Regions from separate parts of the Hordeum vulgare genome. Here region 2 is linked to region 1. A link is a contact called in public Hi-C data. All regions are on one chromosome and are shown on one strand. The core of a region is the stretch at or near the end of the contact, and the rest is flanking DNA. Distances in the headings are between cores, read along the strand shown. Region 1 holds the start of LOC123413881 (prophage side tail fiber protein homolog StfR-like). Region 2 holds the start of LOC123413897 (UDP-glycosyltransferase CGT-like).

What was found. Hi-C and Micro-C count contacts between places; a contact is called where the count stands out from the background.
Region 2: a contact with region 1 is called in a Hi-C map of leaf, with 4 times the contacts expected there. The contact joins the promoter of LOC123413897 here to the promoter of LOC123413881 in region 1. A contact is called at or near these places in 3 of 6 Hi-C or Micro-C datasets (leaf, seedling and an unstated tissue).

What each region holds. Positions count from the first base shown.
Region 1 is chr1H:452,400,690-452,406,099 of MorexV3_pseudomolecules_assembly, reverse strand. LOC123413881 (prophage side tail fiber protein homolog StfR-like) reads right to left here and starts at 1,508. Exons shown (of 1, transcript XM_045106623.1): 1 at 1-1,508. The coding sequence starts at 1,375. The coding sequence ends at 38.
Region 2 is chr1H:452,589,397-452,594,898 of MorexV3_pseudomolecules_assembly, reverse strand. LOC123413897 (UDP-glycosyltransferase CGT-like) reads right to left here and starts at 2,475. Exons shown (of 1, transcript XM_045106624.1): 1 at 686-2,475. The coding sequence starts at 2,393. The coding sequence ends at 930. LOC123413913 (V-type proton ATPase subunit E) reads left to right here. Exons shown (of 6, transcript XM_045106626.1): 5 at 1-79; 6 at 173-263. The coding sequence ends at 214.

The DNA of each region.
Region 1 (5,410 bases), core at 259-2,758:
ACATCTCAATCGTCGCATACACCAAAACCGAGCACACCTACCGGCGGCGCGTCATGTCTGGGCCGCTCACCTCGCCATCGGCGCCGGCTCTACCTCCGGCCGGTAGACGCGCGTCCGAGCCGGGGCCGACAGCGTCGGCTGCCCTCTTGGACATACAGCCCATCAGCAAGCGGCTGCCGTTGCTTCGCCTCCTCCGGTTGATCTTTCCTCCTGCCGCCATTTGCCGCGCCGTCTCTCCGTCGCCGTCGTCGAAGTAGTAGTAGCATCCCGAGGCCGCGCTGGAGAAGTTACCGGACGCGGCGCCTTCCGCGGTGACCACGCTCCACACCACGCTCGCCTCGCTTGGCGGGCACATGCTCTCGAGATCGCCAGAGTCGCGCCTCCTGTTTGGTGAATCCGGGCTTCCTCTAGCACCGCCGCCTGCACTTGCAGCACCACCCTGCGCCGTGCTTCCCGCCACGATTGTAATGGCAGAGCCTTGGCCTGCCTGGTGAAACTGAAACATGTCCAAAGATTCCCGCCGGAGCCGGTCGTTGTACGACGCGTTGGCTGCGGGATTCCCGCCGTAGCCAGTCATGGAGTTCGCAGCTCGACTGTGCGTAGCTTCCGCGACCGGCACGGTAAGTGGTTCGTCGCCGTCGTCGACCCACTTGCCAGACATCACCCTCGTCGCGGTGACGCCCTCCAGGGCGGTCTGCTTGCTCGTCATTCTTGGCAGCGCCGCATCCGCTTCGGTGCTGCGTTTCTGGACACCATGAGCGGAGCCGGTGCCGGCCTCCAGTTCATGGCGACTCAGGTCGTCGGTGCTCACCGACTCCTCGCCGTCGCCCCAGGCGCAGGCACGCCCTGCCATGCCGAGAAGCCAACGCCGCAGGTGAGACGACGACGGGCGTGCCTTTCTTCCGGTCTGATCACTCTCTGTCCTGGCTTCCGGCTTGCTCTCAACCGGCGAGGGGGCTGCGACCGCCGGACGGTTAGGCAGAAGCGCACAGCGGCTGTTCCAGCTGGCCTCCGACGAGCTGGTGGCAGCCGTCGGCGTCGGGGCAGATCCGTCGTGCTGCCATGTCTTGAACACGGACGAGAACGACGACGACGAGCGGTCGCACCACAAAGCCTCCTCGGCGGCGAGGGCGCCGTTGAAGTAGCGCTCGGCGGTGAAGACACCGAGCTCCTCCTCGCCTAGCTCGGATTCATCGTCGACGTGCCAGCTACAAATCCGCGACGCCGGCGGCGGTGCTGCTCCGCGCCCGTCCATGTTCTGCTCGGCGCAGCTTCTGACGCGCGGAAATTTTCCTGTCACAAGTGTGTGTGTGGTGACTGGTGAGTGGAGCGAGCTTAACCACGGAGACATAGGATGTGCGCGCATCTCCAACATTCGCGCAACGCCCGACCCACTAAAAATCAGTTTGCGGCGCTCGTCCGTTTTGACGTGACGGTTAAAACTGGCTTCAACGGTCGCTCTAAAATGTAGAGCGCGTATGTAGCTTCCGCGTTAAAATGCAAGGTCACTATCGATCAAATAACATATGCGTTTAAAACACAAGAAAAAAAATCAAACACGAATAAAATAATCTAATAAAAATAGTTTAATTTCATTATTACAACTCAAACAAATAGTTTATCTTTCAATACAACAAATAGTTTAACAATACAACATCAAACGCACAAATCGTGATGCTCTTTGTCGGTCATTCCATGTCCACCACTCCTTGATGAAATCCTTGTGAAGATCATTATGCGTTTCGGGACGCCGAATGGCATGATAAGAGGCAACAAAACGGGCCACCCTTTCAGTCCTCCATCGCACTCGCACGGGATGTCACAAGAGCTCATAGTGAGAGTAGTCTAAATCTTGGCCGCGCTTATTCTCGATGATCATGTTGTGCATGATCACACAAGCGTGTAAGATGTACCAACGTATCTTTTGATCCCAAAATCTAGCCGGTCCTCTCACAATAGCAAATTGGGCTTCCAAAATCCTAAAAGCTCTCTCCACATCTTTTCTAGCCGCCTCCTGAGCATTGTGGAAATCAAGATTTTTTTTACCTTCCTGTTTTTTCAACGGCTTCACAAATGTTTGCCACTTTGAACGGAGAGCGACAGTGGGCGGCCGAGCGGCGGTGACTAGAGAGAGACGGAGGAAGCGGCGGCGGCGCGGGGGATAGGCCGGGAAAGCGCCAGAATAGTCGCCGGAAGAAATGGGGTGGCGCAAGCGTCGGCGGCACCGCGGCTGGATGGGGTAGGTGGAGTTGCGAGCGGGTGCTCGAGTGTGCAACGCGAGGGAGCAGGCGCAGCAAATAAACGACGTGTAATGGCGTTTTCGCCCGCGCGTTGAACTGGTTATGTCGCGCGCGCGATTTTTACGCCTCCACTTTGCGCAGCCGGAGCGGTAGCGCGAGTGAAAAGGATTATTTTTTTTAACGCGACTGTTGGAGATGCTCTAAAGGGCATCTCTATCGGGCTACACCAAACCAGCTCTAACAGCGTCTTCAACAGTCGCGTAACCGGTGCGAGCTAAAAACATTTTGAAGCTTCGAAATAACGATTTTTAACGCGCCGGTGAGCGCTGGCTCCAGCGACCGTCGTAAAAAATTGCACGCGCGAGCCGTTCCAGCATGCCCAACACAAACAACATATGACACTCCAAATAAAACCAAAAAAATCAAACACATAAAATAATAGTTCCACACTACAATATCAAACATACAAATCATCATTCATTTTCTCGTCATTTCATGTTCACCACTCCTAGATTAGATCCTTCTGAAGATTATTATGCGTTTGGGGACGTCGAATGACATGATAAAAAGCAACAGATCGGGCCACCTTCGTAGCACTGCGACGCACTCGCACGGGATGTCCCAAGAGCTCATACTGAGAGTAGCCTAAATTTCAGCCACGATCATTCTCGATGATCATGTTATGCATGATCACACAAGCGTGCATGATGTATCAAAGGATCTTTTGATATCAAAATCTAGCCGGTCCTCTCACAATAGCAAATTGAGCTTGCAAAATCCCAAAATCTCTCTCCACATTTTTCAGAGCCGTCGTTGAGCATTGTGAAAATCTAGATTTTTCTTACCTTTCAATTTATTCAACGGCTTCACAAATGCTTGCCACTTTGGGTAGATGACATCCGCAAGATATTAGCCATAGTTGTATGCATGGCCATTCGCTACAAACTCTATCGATGGCAGTTCATCATTTGTAATCTTATTTATGAATGATGATCGATTAACAACGTTGATGTCATTCAAAGATCTAGACATATAAAAAAAGCATGCTAAATCCAAGTCTCTTGATCGGCCACCGCTTCAAGGATTATAGTGGAACCCTTTTTCTCGCCGTGGAATTGCCCATAACATGGCTTAGGATAGTTCTTCCAACTTCAATGCATGCAATCTATTAAGCCAAGCATACCTGGGAACCCGCAAGCTTTGTTCATCTTCAATAGCCTTGCGACGTCTTCAACATTGGGAGATCTCAAATACTCTAGGCCAAACATTTGTACAATTTCGATTTGCGAAGCGCTTGACACACATGATGGTCTGACTCTCATCCATAGTCAAATGGTCATCAACTAGATCACCCGGAATACTGTATGCCAACATACGCAAAGCGGTTGTCACCTTTTGAAAGGTGTTATGCCCGAGTTCTCCGGCGGCATTCCTCCTTTGCTGAAAAAACTGGTCATGACTCGCTAGTTTCTCTGCAATGCACCTGAACAACTCAATGCTCATCCTAAAACGACACTTGAAGTACGTCTCGGGGTATGTGGGATTCTCCACAAAATAGTGACTCATCAATCTGTTGTGGGCATCAATTTTATCCCTCCAAATTTTCTACCGACCCATAACCGAACCACCGTGCTTCGGCTTTTTACTGATGTACATAGCTAGGATCATTGCAAGGTCCTCCTGCTCTTCAATTTCAAATTCTTCTTCGGAAGAATTACATGACGAACTCATCTACAATACTGAATTTAAACTAGTGTAAAAAACTATAAAAAACATGCACCAAATTCATGTAAAGAAGGTGAAGTTGAAGCAATACATACCTTGCAAGCATTTTGTCGAACACCTTGTGGACGCCGAGCGGTAGTGGGCGGTCGGGCGTTGTTCGTCGGAGAAATGACGTGCACGATGGAAGCAGTGGCGGGTCGGGGATAGGCCGTGGAAGTGTTGTCGGGTCGCCGGAGCAAATGGGGTGGCGCGAGCGCGTGGATCTAGTGGTGGGTGGAAGCTGTGTGAGAGTCATCGCTGTCCAGCGCGCGGGAGAGGGCTCGAAACAAGTGACGCGCGATGTCGTTTCGTCCCCTACGCTAAACCATTTATGCCATGCATGCGTTTTTTACGCCTCCGCTCAAGCGCCTCGAGCGGCTGCGCGCGCGCAAAAGAGTGTATTTTTTCAGGACGACGCTTATATAGCGCACCTGTTGGAGATGCTCTAACTGTTGGGACCGTGATATCTTGTCAGAACGTCTTGTGCATTTGGCGCCTTCTCATAAGGGTTCGTAGAGGCACCCGCACATCCAAATTCCTGCAATCTGGCGCCGCCAAATCGAGGAGCTACATGGGCATCCGAACCTCTGTCATATAAGACTTCGACTCCCCGACGCTAAATCGAGCAGCTACATGGGCGCCTAGAGATGGTCTAACAAACCTCGTATAATGCGGACCCGCAATATGTGTTTACACTTCACGGGAAAACGGTTTTGCGGACCGACGCGGGCAACGATCGAACAAACCCGTCATTCTCCGCCGATCCGTAAATCAGTAATTGGTATTTTAATTTCAAATATGAAAACACATTTCTTTACTTCTTTACTTTTTGAAGGAATTTGGATACATAATAAATCACCAAATCTTTGCTAGAATAACAATATCAAAGAAAACAAGAATCGTAATTTGGCATTTTAGAAGATATCCAACTTTCATAACTGCTCCCACTAGTTGAACCAACATCTTCTTCATATGCCTTCATTGTTGATTTGCAGATTCTTGATCTTGCATTCTTCATTCTTCGGCTTTGATTCTAAAGAATTATATGTTGCTTCCCCTCTAGTTTCTCTTTCAATTGCCCATGCAGCCGCATCATGAGCCTCAATTCTATCAATGAGTGCATGAACATCTATTAAGTTTCTTCCTATCAATAAATCGATATATTGTTTTTTCCAATACTAAAATGAGCATCCACTTTCCTACACACACGATTAGGTTGACAAAGCCGAATGAAAACAAGAACATACCGATCTGGGTGTTGCGGCGTGCTAGATGCTAGCCGCAACATTGTGTGTGTAGTCCTTGCACTGTATGAGCGGCATCGGCGAGCCGGCGAGCAGCTGCATGAGCGCCGAGCCCGGGCGCCGGCCGGCCGAGTCCTTGGCCGCAAACCGACGGCGGTGGCT
Region 2 (5,502 bases), core at 1,226-3,725, 190 kb before region 1:
GTCGCAGGACGGCAAGATCGTCTGCGACAACACGCTGGACACTAGGGTGGATGTTTGCTTCAGGCAAAAGCTTCCTGAGGTCAGTACGCACCCTATATCTATTTTCTTCTTCCATTTACGCATGTGCATGTAGCAGCTGAAATGTTTCTCTTCAATTTATCTTGTGTTGCAGATCAGGAAGAAGCTCTATGGTGATCAGCAAGTGTCGCCATAAGTTCCTTTAATGTTTGTTTTCTTTGAATAAGATGAGAACCAGTTCGTGATGTGTTTTGTTGTACTTGAAAGTTCCTCTATCTAGCATCGGCTCATCGCCAACAATACCTACCTGCAACGAAATAACGTTGCATTTGTAACCAGTATATCACCGGCGGGCGGGCCGGCCGGCTGAGGGTCGCGAGTTAATCAACTACACTGTCGTGCCCCCGCCAGACATATATATGCATCTGTCTGTGTCATCTATTGTAGTGTAGTAGTACTACGTAGTACTAGTAATAAATTGACGGCTCACCAGCAAAGATCAGACATGCAATGCTTTCGTTCATCCAGCCAAAAAAATGAGAGACAGAAAATGCATGTCACTCATGTTTGTTTTCCTGGTTCTCTTTTTTTATGGGAATGACTAGATCTTAGACTTAATCAAGTCTAAGTTAAGTGAGACAACATATAAAATAGAAGAAAGAAAAAATAAAGCAAAAAATGTACACGAATATATTTTCACATAGGATCTCACGAATACAACATTGATTAAGACTTCAGTCGAAGGAGATTTAGCAACCTCCTTTTTATTCTTGATTGATCCACGATTATAGCAGCATGCATAGTGACCGATTCAGTAGGTCGAAAAACGACGACACAAAGAGCAACACCACGTAGTAAGTAGTAAGTACATAACATGAGGTTCATTAACGGCTCTCGGTAACAGAGAGCAGTCAGCTGAGCGTGGCAAGGAACTCCTGCATGCTGCGGTAGCTGGACCCGCCTTCGGCGACGGCCTTGGCCGCCGCCTGGCTGATTTCCTTGGCCTTCGCCGAGATCGCCTCGTCGCCCATCACCTCCTTCACCTTCTCCGCTATCTCCGCGCCGCGGACCAGCGAGTCCTCCCCGCCGTCCCAGCTCCAGTGCTCCACCCACAGACCGAAGCCGCCGCTCCTTATCACCGTGGAGATCAGGCGCTGGTCGCCCAGCGTCGGCCATGCCAGCATCGGCACGCCGTACGCGGCCGACTCCGTCACCGAGTTCCACCCGCAGTGGCTCAGGTACAGACCCACGGCCGGGTGCTTCAGGACCGCCTCCTGGTCCACCCACTCCTTGGTCACCAGGCCGCGCCCATGCACACGCGCCAGGAACCCGTCGCCTAGCACGTCGTTCAGCTCCGCGGTGTCATCGCGGTCCACCACCGTCGTCTTCACCACCCACAGGAACCGGCAGCCGCTCGCCTCCAGCCCGGCGCTGATCTCGCGGATCTGGTCCAGCGCCGCCGCGTTGCGGTTGCCGAAGGCCACGTACACCACCGACCGCGCCGGCTGCTCTCCGAGCCAGGCAATAGGTGCAGAGGCCGCCTCCTCCTTACCTGTGGTCGTCGACTTGAGCGGGCCGACTGCGAACACCGGAGGGAATCCGGGGACGACCTTGCCGTCACGCAGGGCGGTGAGTGCCTCTGGCTCCAAGGCGTGGAACGTGTTGACGAGAATGCCGTCCGCCTCGGTGATCTCGCGGCCGTTGGTGATGAACTGCTTGGTGAAGAGGCTGTCGGGGTTGCGCAGCACCTGCGGGGGGTAATTCACCGGGATGTGTCCAATGGCTGGGACGTGGACGTCACCAGCGAGGTGGTCTGTGTTGGTTTCGTCGAGGTAGGTGGGGAAGTAGGCGAGGAATGACAGCATGGTCGCGCAGGAGATGAAGAGGATGTGGCACGGGAGCTGCAGCTCGTCCTTGGCTATGGGGATGACCTGGGAAGCGAGAGTGACGTCGGTGACGATGGCCGACGCGCGTGGCGTGGCGCCGGCGATGAGCGGCCCGAGGAGATGAGCGGAGCGGCGCAGGGACTCCCATCGCAGGAGGAAGGGATCCGTGCCGGCAAGGGTGGCGTCGTCGAGCGGCAGGAGGTTGAAGTCGATGCGCCGGATGGCGGGGAAGGAGGCGAAGAGGGCGGCCAACTGCTCGGCCTCGGCCTCCGAGACCGTCGGGAGGGCGGTGACGACGGAGATGTCGAAGACGCCCTCGCTGGCGAGGGCGCCGATGAAGCGGGAGAAGGGGAGCAGGTGGCCCATGCCGGCGCTCGGGATGAAGACGAGGTGCGGTGCGCCTCCGCCCTGCTTCGCCACGGGAGCCATTGACGAGTTAGCTTGGTTTGTGAGGAGTGCGAGAGAGCTGGCGAGTGTCTGGTGCTGCATCGGCCAAGGTAATCATTGGCGGATGCAAGGTAGCTCCGCTGCGTGTCCTTGTGGAGTCTCTGGAGCAAGCCTCTGTCCTATAGTACTACGTTTGTTGGAATGTTATTAATTGGTACCCACCGTTTGGTTCTTCCGAAGAAAGCTGATGGCACAGTGATGAACTGGTCATACAACATGAACGTATGTCTGGTGATGTATCTACCAGTATGCATTTGGTATTAGATCTATATGATTTTCTTCACAAATTCGATCAAAGTTTTTTTTTTTTAAGAATGAGAGCAGAGGGAAAGAAGCCCCCTGTCTTATTCTTATAGGAGAATGAGGAGGCTCGAACCTGAGCGGCGAAAGCAACCTTTGTGATATGCATCACTCCACCTAGAAGAGCACCTCAACTTGATCAAAGTTACAAATGTTTGATTTTTATGAAAATCTATATGTACTACGTTATGGAAATCTTAAGAAAATGCATTTATGAAAATGTCAATGATATAGAGATGTGAAACCTTTATGAATGAAGAACCGGAGAAAACTACACCATCGAAAACATCATAAAAGATACACATGAGCTCCGTTTTCGATGAACTTGAGCTTGTCATGAAGATGACCATAAGCTCTACAACTTACAAAGAGAAACACCAAACAAGAACCAAGAAATATGATGCAAGGATGCAAATGGTTTGAGCTCTCAACGAACGATACGATCAAGCTACTCACTTGAGAGCCCCCCTTGACAGTACTGCAAACTATCCTAAAATAGTAAAACCTATCAAGGGCAAACCTATATCTTGCACATAGTCCACTTGAGCTAGATGATGACGATCTTGACTTCCACAAGATGGACCACCTTTCTTGATTGCATTGGCTTGATGAAGACTAGTTAATTATGTCCCCATACTCACTATGAGTGAGCCACTCTTCAGCACATCTTCACAAGTCCATTGCCACCAAATGGACGGTAAGCTTCAAGCACGATATCTTCGTGATGCTCCACTTGAACTTGCACACCGCAATCTTGATGACGATCACCACTTGACGTCATCCTTCATGGGTTGTATGAGATCTTCCTCTTGACGCAAGCCCATGGAAACACACCTAACCCCACATAGAACTCTGACGAAGACCATGGGTTAGTACACAGAAGCGTAATGAACAATAATTACCATACCATGGGATCACTTGACCCCTCTCGGTACACCTTGTACGCTTTGTGTGTTGATCAACTTGATTTACTCTTTGTCTTAGTCTTGATCAACCTTGTGTCTTTATGACCAATCTTTGGATAAAACCTTGAATGCCACCTTGGTCATCATATGAACTCCTTGAAACCAACACATGGACTTCAAGAAATGCCTATGGACAAAACCTACAAATATAACTTAAGGCAACCATTAGTCCATAGGGATTGTCATAAATTACCAAAACCACATACGGAGAAATATGCTCTAACAAACATGTTGGAGATGATGGTGGAGCAGTGCCAGCAGGGCTTCGCCAAGCGCTGCCGGAACCGATCTGAGAAGAAAAAGAAGTTATGGGAGAGGTAGGGCTGCCACCAGGGCGTGGGAATTGGTGTGTTCAGCCCCTCCCTATCCCCCACTATATATAGGAGGCAAGGGGGAGGGTTGGGTCGTGGTCCTAGCCGCTCCTCCAAGGACAGGGCATGGGCCTATGGAGGTTTCCTCCCTCCCCAAGGCACCTAGGAGGTGCCTTCCCCTTTAGGGACTCTTCCCTCCCAACTGCATGGGCCCTTGGGGGCTGGCCCAACAAAGCTTGGACGCCCCTTACATCCCATGCACGTCCTAGGTACTGGAGGGATCCTTCCGGAACCCTCTGGAACCTTCCAGAAGCTTCCCGGTACAATATCGATAAAACCCAAAACTTTTCCAGTAGCCAAAATATGACTTCTCATATATAAATCTTTACGACCTGACCATTCCGAAGCTCCTCGTGATGTCTTGGATCTCATTCGAGAATCCGAACAACATTCGGTCACCAACGTACATATCTCAATACTACTCTAGCGTCACCGAACGTTAAGTGTGAAGACCCTGCGGGTTCGAGAACTATGCACACATGACCGAGACACCTCTATGGTTAATAACCAATAGTGGGACTTGGATGTCCATATTGGTTCCTACATATTCTACGAAGATCTTTATTGGTCGAACCACGATGTCAAGGATTCAATCAATCCCGTATGGAGTTCCCTTTGTCCATCGGTATGTTACTTGCCCGATATTCGATCATTGGTATTTACATACCTAGTTCAATCTCATTACCGGCAAGTCTCTTTACTCGTCCACTAGATCCCGTGACTAACTCCTTAGTCACATTGCTTGCAAGCTTCTTGTGATGTTGTATTACCGTGTGGTCCCCGAGATACCTCTCCGTCATACAGAGTGACAAATCCGAGTCTTGATCCATGCCAGCTCAATAAACACCCACAGAGATACCTATAGAGCATATTTGTAGTCACCCAGTTATGTTGCAATGTTTCATACACACAAGGTCCTCCTCCGGCGTCAGTGAGTTGCATGATCTCATGATCATAGGAATAGAAACTTGACATGCAGAAAACAATAGCAATAAACTGACACGATCATATGTTACGTTCATAGTTTGGGTCTTGTCCATCACATCATTCTCCTAATGATGTGATCCCGTTATCAAATGACAACTCATGTATATGGCTAGGAAACCTTAGCCATCTTTGATAAACCAGCTAGTCTACTAGAGGCTCACTAGGGACACGGTGTTGTCTATGTATCCACACATGTATTTGAGTTTCCAATCAATACAATTATAACATGGATAATAAAAGATTATTATGAACAAGGAAATATGATAATAACTAATTCATTATTGCCTCTAGGGCATATTTTCAAGAGTCTCCCACTTGTACTAGAGTCAATAATCTAGTTCACATGAGCATATGATTAACACCCAATAAGTTTTGGGGTTTGATCATGTTTTGCTTGTGAGAGAGGTTTTAGTCAACAGGTTTGCAACATTCACATCCGTGTGTACTTTAAAAAATATCTATGTCCTACTGTAGATGCTGCTACCACGCTCCACTTGGAACTATTCCAATTGATTGCTCCACGATACG